2 separate regions of the Mus musculus genome follow, and region 2 is linked to region 1. Evidence: chromatin contacts called from public capture Hi-C data. All regions are on one chromosome and are shown on one strand. The core of a region is the stretch at or near the end of the contact, and the rest is flanking DNA. Distances in the headings are between cores, read along the strand shown. Region 1 overlaps Efl1 (elongation factor like GTPase 1). Region 2 has its middle 23 kb from the start of Gm36817.

Region 1 (3,558 bases), core at 567-3,066:
AAAAAAAAAAAAAAGAAGCAAAGCCCAGCAGGAGGGATGACCCCTAAACGTGCTTTCCTGGTAAAGCTGAGGATTAATCCTCATGACCAGGCTTCTTCAGAAGGCTCCAGTTCTTCCTTACTGTCAATCATGATCCGGCTGTACCATGTATAGTGAAACCATGTGTTCTCAGAAAGGAACAGTCTGCCAGTTTCTTACCTCAACATTTAGAGAAAAGAACTTAGAGAATGGAATGAATAAGAACTTTATTGTTCAACTAATAAATAAGGAGAGTTTCTTTTCCCAGACTGGGTAATGAGGAAGCAAATGGAATCTGCCTGTCATGTCCACTCTGGTGGGCTGTGTCTTGAGGAATTTGCTGTATGTGTGAACTCACAGCAGGTATTTACTTCCTTAGAGGACACAGTTCACAGCAATGCCACAAGTGGTGCCCATTTCCCAATCATTGGTTAGAGTGCATTTTCAGAAAAAAATATGGACCTAGACTTCATACAATAAATGAAGATAAGCACTCGGGCAGGCTGAGCAGTAGCAATATATCTGGAGCTGTTCACAGTGCGAGTTATGGTTCTCTAGAGGAGGGGAGGGAAGGGGAGGGGAGGGGAGGGCCTTTCTTTCTTGCCTTTCCCTGTCTCCTCTCACTCTCTCCTTTCCTATGCATCCTAGACAAGGCTCTATCATACAGCTCTAGCTCTAGGTCTATCCATTAATTGTTCTTCTTCTTTTTTTAACCTCTCTGGCAAAAGCTACAATACACAAGAATATGAGTAGAAAACTGAAAAAGTAATTCAAAGTACTTAATAAAAGCTGAGTATCTTCAACACACATTAAAAAAAAAAAGAAGCTTTTTATCAGTAAATGAGAACAGTAAAAGAATACAGGCCATGTTGGGTATGACGGTACACTGAGTTCCATCTAGTGTGGCCTAGTCTATAGAGTGAGTTCCGGATCAGTCAGAGCTACACAGTGAGATGCTGTCTTCAAGAAAAACACTCACCTTCAACACATCTGCTGTGTGTTAGTTCCAGTGTATTTTGTAGTTGGAACTTCAGCCTTCACGGTTTTTCTTTTTTAGAGGGCAGCTGTACTTTCATTTCCAAGGGAAACAGTTCCTATCTGCCTCAGTAGCAATGCACAGGCTCCCCCTCACAGTTCTGGAGCACATCTGTATCTGGAAGCTTTGTTATGTGCAATTCTTACTTATTTCCCACTTAAAAATTCCTCTAGGCTCTCTCCTTCCTACTTTTAACTAACAGCCAGCTAAAAAACAAAGGGTCAGAGGTCAAAGGGCAACAGGGGAAAGGTCATTGAAACACCACCATCATGTTTTAGCACAAAGTACTCGACTCTAGGAAAGCCCAGCTCTGCTGTCTCCTCATGCACATTGTGCAAGCACAGGGGTGTGCGTGCGTTCACTGTGCAAGGAGGGCACAACAAATACCCAGGGCTGAAACCCCTCTCACCAAGCAAATTGCTTCCAGATTCCGTGTGCTCTTGTGTCATGGAGTTTTGCTACAGTCAGAAGCAGCCACCTATGTCTGATCTAGTTAGGTATTTAATGCCTTTGTTTTTAATACAATGTAATGACTTTAATATAATTTTACAGTAATCTCAGCACTCAGAAGGCTGAGGAAGTTACACTTGTCTAAGTTTAGGCCAGCCTGGGCCTGAGACAGACTGTGTTTCTGGGGGAAAAAAATTAAATAAATGTGCATAATTTAGTCTTTAAAAATAGCCAAGTTTAACAACTGGCTGGCAAAATTTGTGAAACTTAACAACTGGCTCTTGAGAACTGACAGCTCCCCCTGTTTTGTCCTACAGGGCCAATCAGATTTTCCAGAGCTGAGCTTGTGGCTCCAGCTATTTGAGGGCTGCAGTCTGTGGCTTGGTTTTTCTCCCATTTTGGCATCCGTTTCTGATCTACAATCTTTACAGTCCTTGCCTCCTGTCTCATGGCGGAGACAAGCTCTCTTCAGTGGTCTCCTGAATGCTTCACGGTGCTGGGCAGCCATATCATTTCTCGGTAACACGTACTGAGAAGTGTACCACATGGGGGGCGGGGGGAAGGGTCTGTTATCACCTCAGAGGGAACTTAGAGACCTCCTGACAGGGCTGAGAGGACACAAGCCTGAGGACACAGAAGTGTCACAACACTGCACATTGTTCCATAGCTTGCTTCTAACTAGGGAGGTGTACATGCTAACATGAAGATTATGAGTACAGGACTGGCGTAAGCCACTTCTCTTCAAGAATGCAGACAACAGAGTGCGCTTATAAGCACACTGGGCTCCATACTAGCATTACCACACCCGTGAGAGCTGGGTTGTACTTGAATTGTGATGGCTACCATATCTGTAGGATGAGCAACTTGTCAGCTCCATTACAGTCCTGTGGGAATCACATCTTCATGAGAGAAGTGCCTTACGAGGCTGTGACTATAATCTCAGCTAGGGAGCAGCTCCGAAGGAGGATTCTGAGTCTCCTTCTCTAAAATCTCAGCCTGAAGGTTAATTTCTTGATCTTTGCTGTTTAAAGTCCTTGAACTCTGAATAGAACAATCATGTCCTTTGAAGCTTTTTGTAGGCAGCAAGCGTTGCTGGTCTCAGAGCACGGTGCAAGTTTCTTACTTCATCCATCATATGAAGGATGCCAGCAGAGGAGAGTGGGCACAGTGACTGCGGCCCAGTAGCTGGCTCTCTTCTTGATCCTCAGCTATCCACTGTGATTCTGATGGATGCAATGTCCTCCTACACTGACTGAATAATCTCTCCCCAAGCCTTCTTTCACTTCACACCAGTCTGGTTTACATGAGCCTCCTTGCTTTAGCTGATGAAGTTGGCTCTCTTCTGAACTTTAACTGTCTGTGCTAGTTTTATGAGTGGTGAGGAGTTTGTGACTGGTGCTATACAACTGTGCAAGTTTTTATATCCCACCAAAAAAGGAGGGAAGGCTTTACATTTCTTATAAGAATCTGTAGATTCTTTGCCACTTATCAGATGATCTTGTACCACTGAATGGTATAAATACTAAAGAGTTGTCAAGCAGAACCAGGAGACTTTTACTCTTGTTCCAAACAGTGTTTCCCTTCACATTTTCAGTAGCATAAGCAACAGTATCAGTAGGCCTATCTATTTTACATGTATGCATACATTATTCTCACATATACATACATAGTACATATGTATAATATGTTGTATGTATGTATTAGATGTATATATTATATTTTCTATGTCCATTTAACACTGGAAAGGCTTGGATGTAACTCTGCAGTAGAGCATGCATTTACCATGTATAAAGCTCTAGGTTTAGTCCCCGGCGACAAAAACTAAGTTAACTCTAAATTCCGAGTGGTCACTGTAAAATCTCAATATCTACTCCCAAACACGTGCAACCTGGGTGTTATTTTTGCCCTGATTCCCTTGCTTTTCTGCTGTAGCTTGTTCTCCTTGGCTACTTAAAGAAAACTGAGTTCTTCTTTGCTCTTTCTTCCTCCTCAGCTACGTGCTCAGGTTTCCCTCCACATATTACACATCATTCACTCTGCAGTAAGTTACAGCC
Region 2 (3,558 bases), core at 458-2,957, 340 kb before region 1:
TCTCCCCACACTAATCCACAAACATCATAAAACGACACCCTACTTGTTCCAAGGCATGCACAACAAATTTCAGAAGGATCCGAAGAAGGTCTCGCAGTTACTTACAGATTGCCCACCACACTATCATGTGCCTGGTGCCACCTTATTCCTGTCTCCTGCAACATCAGTCAGTATCTGTTGCATGACCCCAGGAACTCATTCAGCAAATAGGACTGCCTGAGGAAGAATGGTCTCGCCATTGGTTCTCCATTCTTGTGACTGTTCATGGCCAATGTCTTGCAGTTTTTACTAAACCAGCAGTTTTGAGGCTTACCAATGGCCTTGCACATTTACTGTAGTGCTTAGATATGATTACAGTTAGGCCTGGGCTAGGAGACAAATCCAAGGGAAAATACAGCAGATTTGGCTCAGAACAGCCCTTCCTCCCTGGTGACTCAGTGTTTGCAATTTAGCCAAGATTATTTTCTTTCTTTCTCTCAATCTGATTCTCTTCTATTACAGTGGATGCCTTCTGGGGGAGATGGAGGCTGGACGACACAACTACGGACAATCATGTTGTTACTTTTCTGAGTAGTTCTGAAGCCCGAGGACTGGACAGCTGCGCTTGCCTGGCTCATTCATGATCATTATCATCAACAACTTTTTGTTTTAAAATTAGGCTCCAAAGAGCCTATTTTAATGAATTGTTTAGGGTTGCAGTCGTGGTCTGAAGGTATTTAAAATACCTCTTGTGGGAAGAACAAATGTTTCTGAAACCCAAAATAGACAAATTGCACTGGCCTACTTTATACCAAGTCCTAACAAGGCACCAAGGATGAAAAACTTCCCCGTTTCCTTCCAGTCTTCACCAGAAATAGGAAAGTGTTGAAGTTTGCTTTGCAGTGTTCAGCCAGTCAAGGGACGACTTTCTTGAATTGTCACCTAGGGCAGCTGGCACCCAGGGCAGCTCCAAATTTTCTACACCCCACCCCCATCCCCTGCAAAGAAGGGGTAGGAGGAGACTGTAAATGATCTTTGTGCTCAAAGCTTATAAATTTACCATTGGGGAAAAAAAAGAAAAAAAATGTATCTTTGTGGGTAGGATCAATGGGTTTCCTAATGAAAAGCACGTTGCACTGCCTACCCCTAACGAGATCCCTGGGAGAGCTGGGAGCAGCCGGCCTGAGGTCTGCACAGCTTTCAAACCTAACTGCTTCCAGGTGCCCAAGGATAAGACTTGAGCTAGGCTAGTGTTCTTTTCAACCTTCTGCGGAGCTGTCTTTGTTCCTATGAGTGTAAAGTTTCCCCTCATTCCCCTTTTTATGACCACAGGTTTCTGGGTTGCCTAACACCCAATACAAGAGCACCAAAGGGCTTCGTTTCATTGTTTTGCTGGGTTTTATTGACTACATGTTTTATTCAGCTCATGCTTGCTGGGAAGAGAGGCAGTAACAGCTTACTTACACCACTCCAGTGTCTCCTTTTCTCAAGTGCCCAGCAGACTTTCATTACATCCACATGTAGATGAGAAGAGGAGGAGGAGGAGCAGGAGGAGGAGGGAGGAAGAGGAAGAAGAAGGCGAAAGGAAAGAGGAAGAAGGGGGAGGGGAAGGGGAAGAAATAGAAGGAGCAGGGTCCTTGATAAAAGTGTCAAAGCATGACCCTGTTCCTTCCTAGAGGGATCCTTGAATGTCAAGGGCTTTGCAAAGAGCAGCGATTTGTTCCCGCTGTGGGCCTGGAAGTAATGCCCCACCCCTCATTCCACACCCCTACTCCCACTCCTCACCCCATCTCTTCCTCTTTGGAGAGACTCCAAGGAAAATTTCTTATTTGCAAACTGAGGCCTCAGGAAAGTGCTTCATGATGTAGCAAGCCTCAAGGTATTCATCCAGCCTGCCAGTTTAATGGCTGACACCTCAGCAAAGACAGTATCTGGGTCTGATCTGGCAGGCCTCAGTTCATTTGTCAGAAACTGTAGAAGCTGGAGCTTCAAATCAGAGAGACTTCGGATCAAATCCCAGCTCCAGTCTCTCCTTGGTACTGTGAACAAGTTTCTTTTTTGTTTGTTTAATTGTTTGTTTTGTTTTTTTGTTTTTGTTTTTGTTTTTTTGTTTTTGAGACAGGGTTTCTCTGTATAGCCCTGGCTGTTCCAGAACTCACTTTGTAGACCAGGCTGCCCTCGAACTCAGAAATCTGCCTGCCTCTGTCTCCTGAGTGCTAGGATTTTAATCCTTTAGGCATGTGCCACCACTCCCAGCGTAAACAAGTCTCTTAATTTATCTGAGTTTCCATTTTCTGGGCCATACATAAACTGGGAAGGAAGGCACTGGCTGGATGGTTGCTGTGAATCTACTACAAGATCATCACAGAATAGTATAAGGATGCTTAGACGCACACCAGTTGGTAGCATGCTACATTTGTTTACATATTTGTCCTAATTACATTCCTATTGTTGTGATAAACACTGTGACCAAAAACAATTTGTGGAGGGGTAGGTATTTCAGCTTACAATGTATAGTTCATGATGTAGGGAAGTCAGGGCAGAAACTCATGGCAGGAACCTGGAGAAAGGGATTGGAGGATGAATTGAATGGAAGACCATTGCTTATTGACTTGCTCCCAAAATTTGCAAAGCCTGCTTTCTTAAATCTAGAGCTACTTACCCAGTATTATCCACGATGTCGAGGGCCCTCCCACATCCATCATTAATCAAGATAAAGCCACAGATACTTGCCGAGAGGCCAATCTCAGTCTTACAGAAACATTTTCTCAATTGAGATTTCCTCTTTCCAGAGTCCTCTAGTTTGTGTCAAGTTGACCAAAAGATTAAAAAGTAAAAATTTCACCAACACACATAGTCATGAAGCACCCCTCAATGCTTGCTCATCAATACCGCCACTTTTTATTAGCATAAGTCAATTGTGCAAAATAATGAGTCTATGATATTATTGTCATTTGTTGCATTGAACATGCACCAGAAGTTTTACAACATTTTCATGTTGCTTTATGGGTCATAATATTCAACTGATTAAAGGTACCATGATGTTTTAGCCATTTCTTCATTATGCTACATTTCAAATGTCCTTTACACCTATGTAAAAAATGATTAATCCTTGAGTTAGATGATTCAGTGAGGGCCTGGAATATCAAAAGCTTCAAGACCTGACTCAGTGCCTATCCCTGATACGATTTCTAAGAAGATTCTCCTGCCATCTTACAACAATGCTAATGTCATTGGGTCAATAGAAATGGAAAGTCCCAATTTGGCTTTTATGAAAATCTCATATTTGTGCACAAATGTTAGCGCAAATTGCTATATTGCAAGGAAAAATAGAAAATAGTGGTATCTAGGCAGCAGAGTATCAAGGAAGAGGCTATTAAACTGGCTGAATATTTTCTCAATTGTTTACCCTGGGTTTTTTTTTTCCAGACATGATCTCAATAACGCAAAAACCAAATGGTTTTAATCATTAGGTAAAAATAATTATGAACTAAGGCTTTCAGCCATCCTTATGGGTGGAACATGGATGTCTGATCAATGAATGTGAACGTCAATCAGGAAAGCATAAGCTTGACGTGA

The links. Capture Hi-C pulls out chosen DNA fragments and counts their contacts.
Region 2: a contact with region 1 is called in a capture Hi-C map of embryonic stem cells, with 2.9 times the contacts expected there. The contact joins two enhancer-like sites. A contact is called at or near these places in 1 of 484 Hi-C or Micro-C datasets (cranial neural crest), 3 of 115 datasets of contacts at active chromatin or transcription factors (CD4 single positive thymocytes, differentiating embryonic stem cells and embryonic stem cells) and 1 of 9 other capture datasets (embryonic stem cells).

What each region holds. Positions count from the first base shown.
Region 1 is chr7:82,721,164-82,724,721 of GRCm38.p6, reverse strand. The region is part of intron 15 of Efl1 (elongation factor like GTPase 1); the gene reads right to left. Among named protein-coding and RNA genes, the nearest start is that of 4933406J10Rik, 33 kb to the left of the region's middle. Within about 2 kb of position 1,816, at least 23 of the 459 cell types and tissues checked have an H3K27ac peak or open chromatin away from gene starts, as enhancers often do.
Region 2 is chr7:83,058,655-83,062,212 of GRCm38.p6, reverse strand. No RefSeq gene overlaps it. Among named protein-coding and RNA genes, the nearest start is that of Gm36817, 23 kb to the right of the region's middle. Within about 2 kb of position 1,707, at least 43 of the 459 cell types and tissues checked have an H3K27ac peak or open chromatin away from gene starts, as enhancers often do.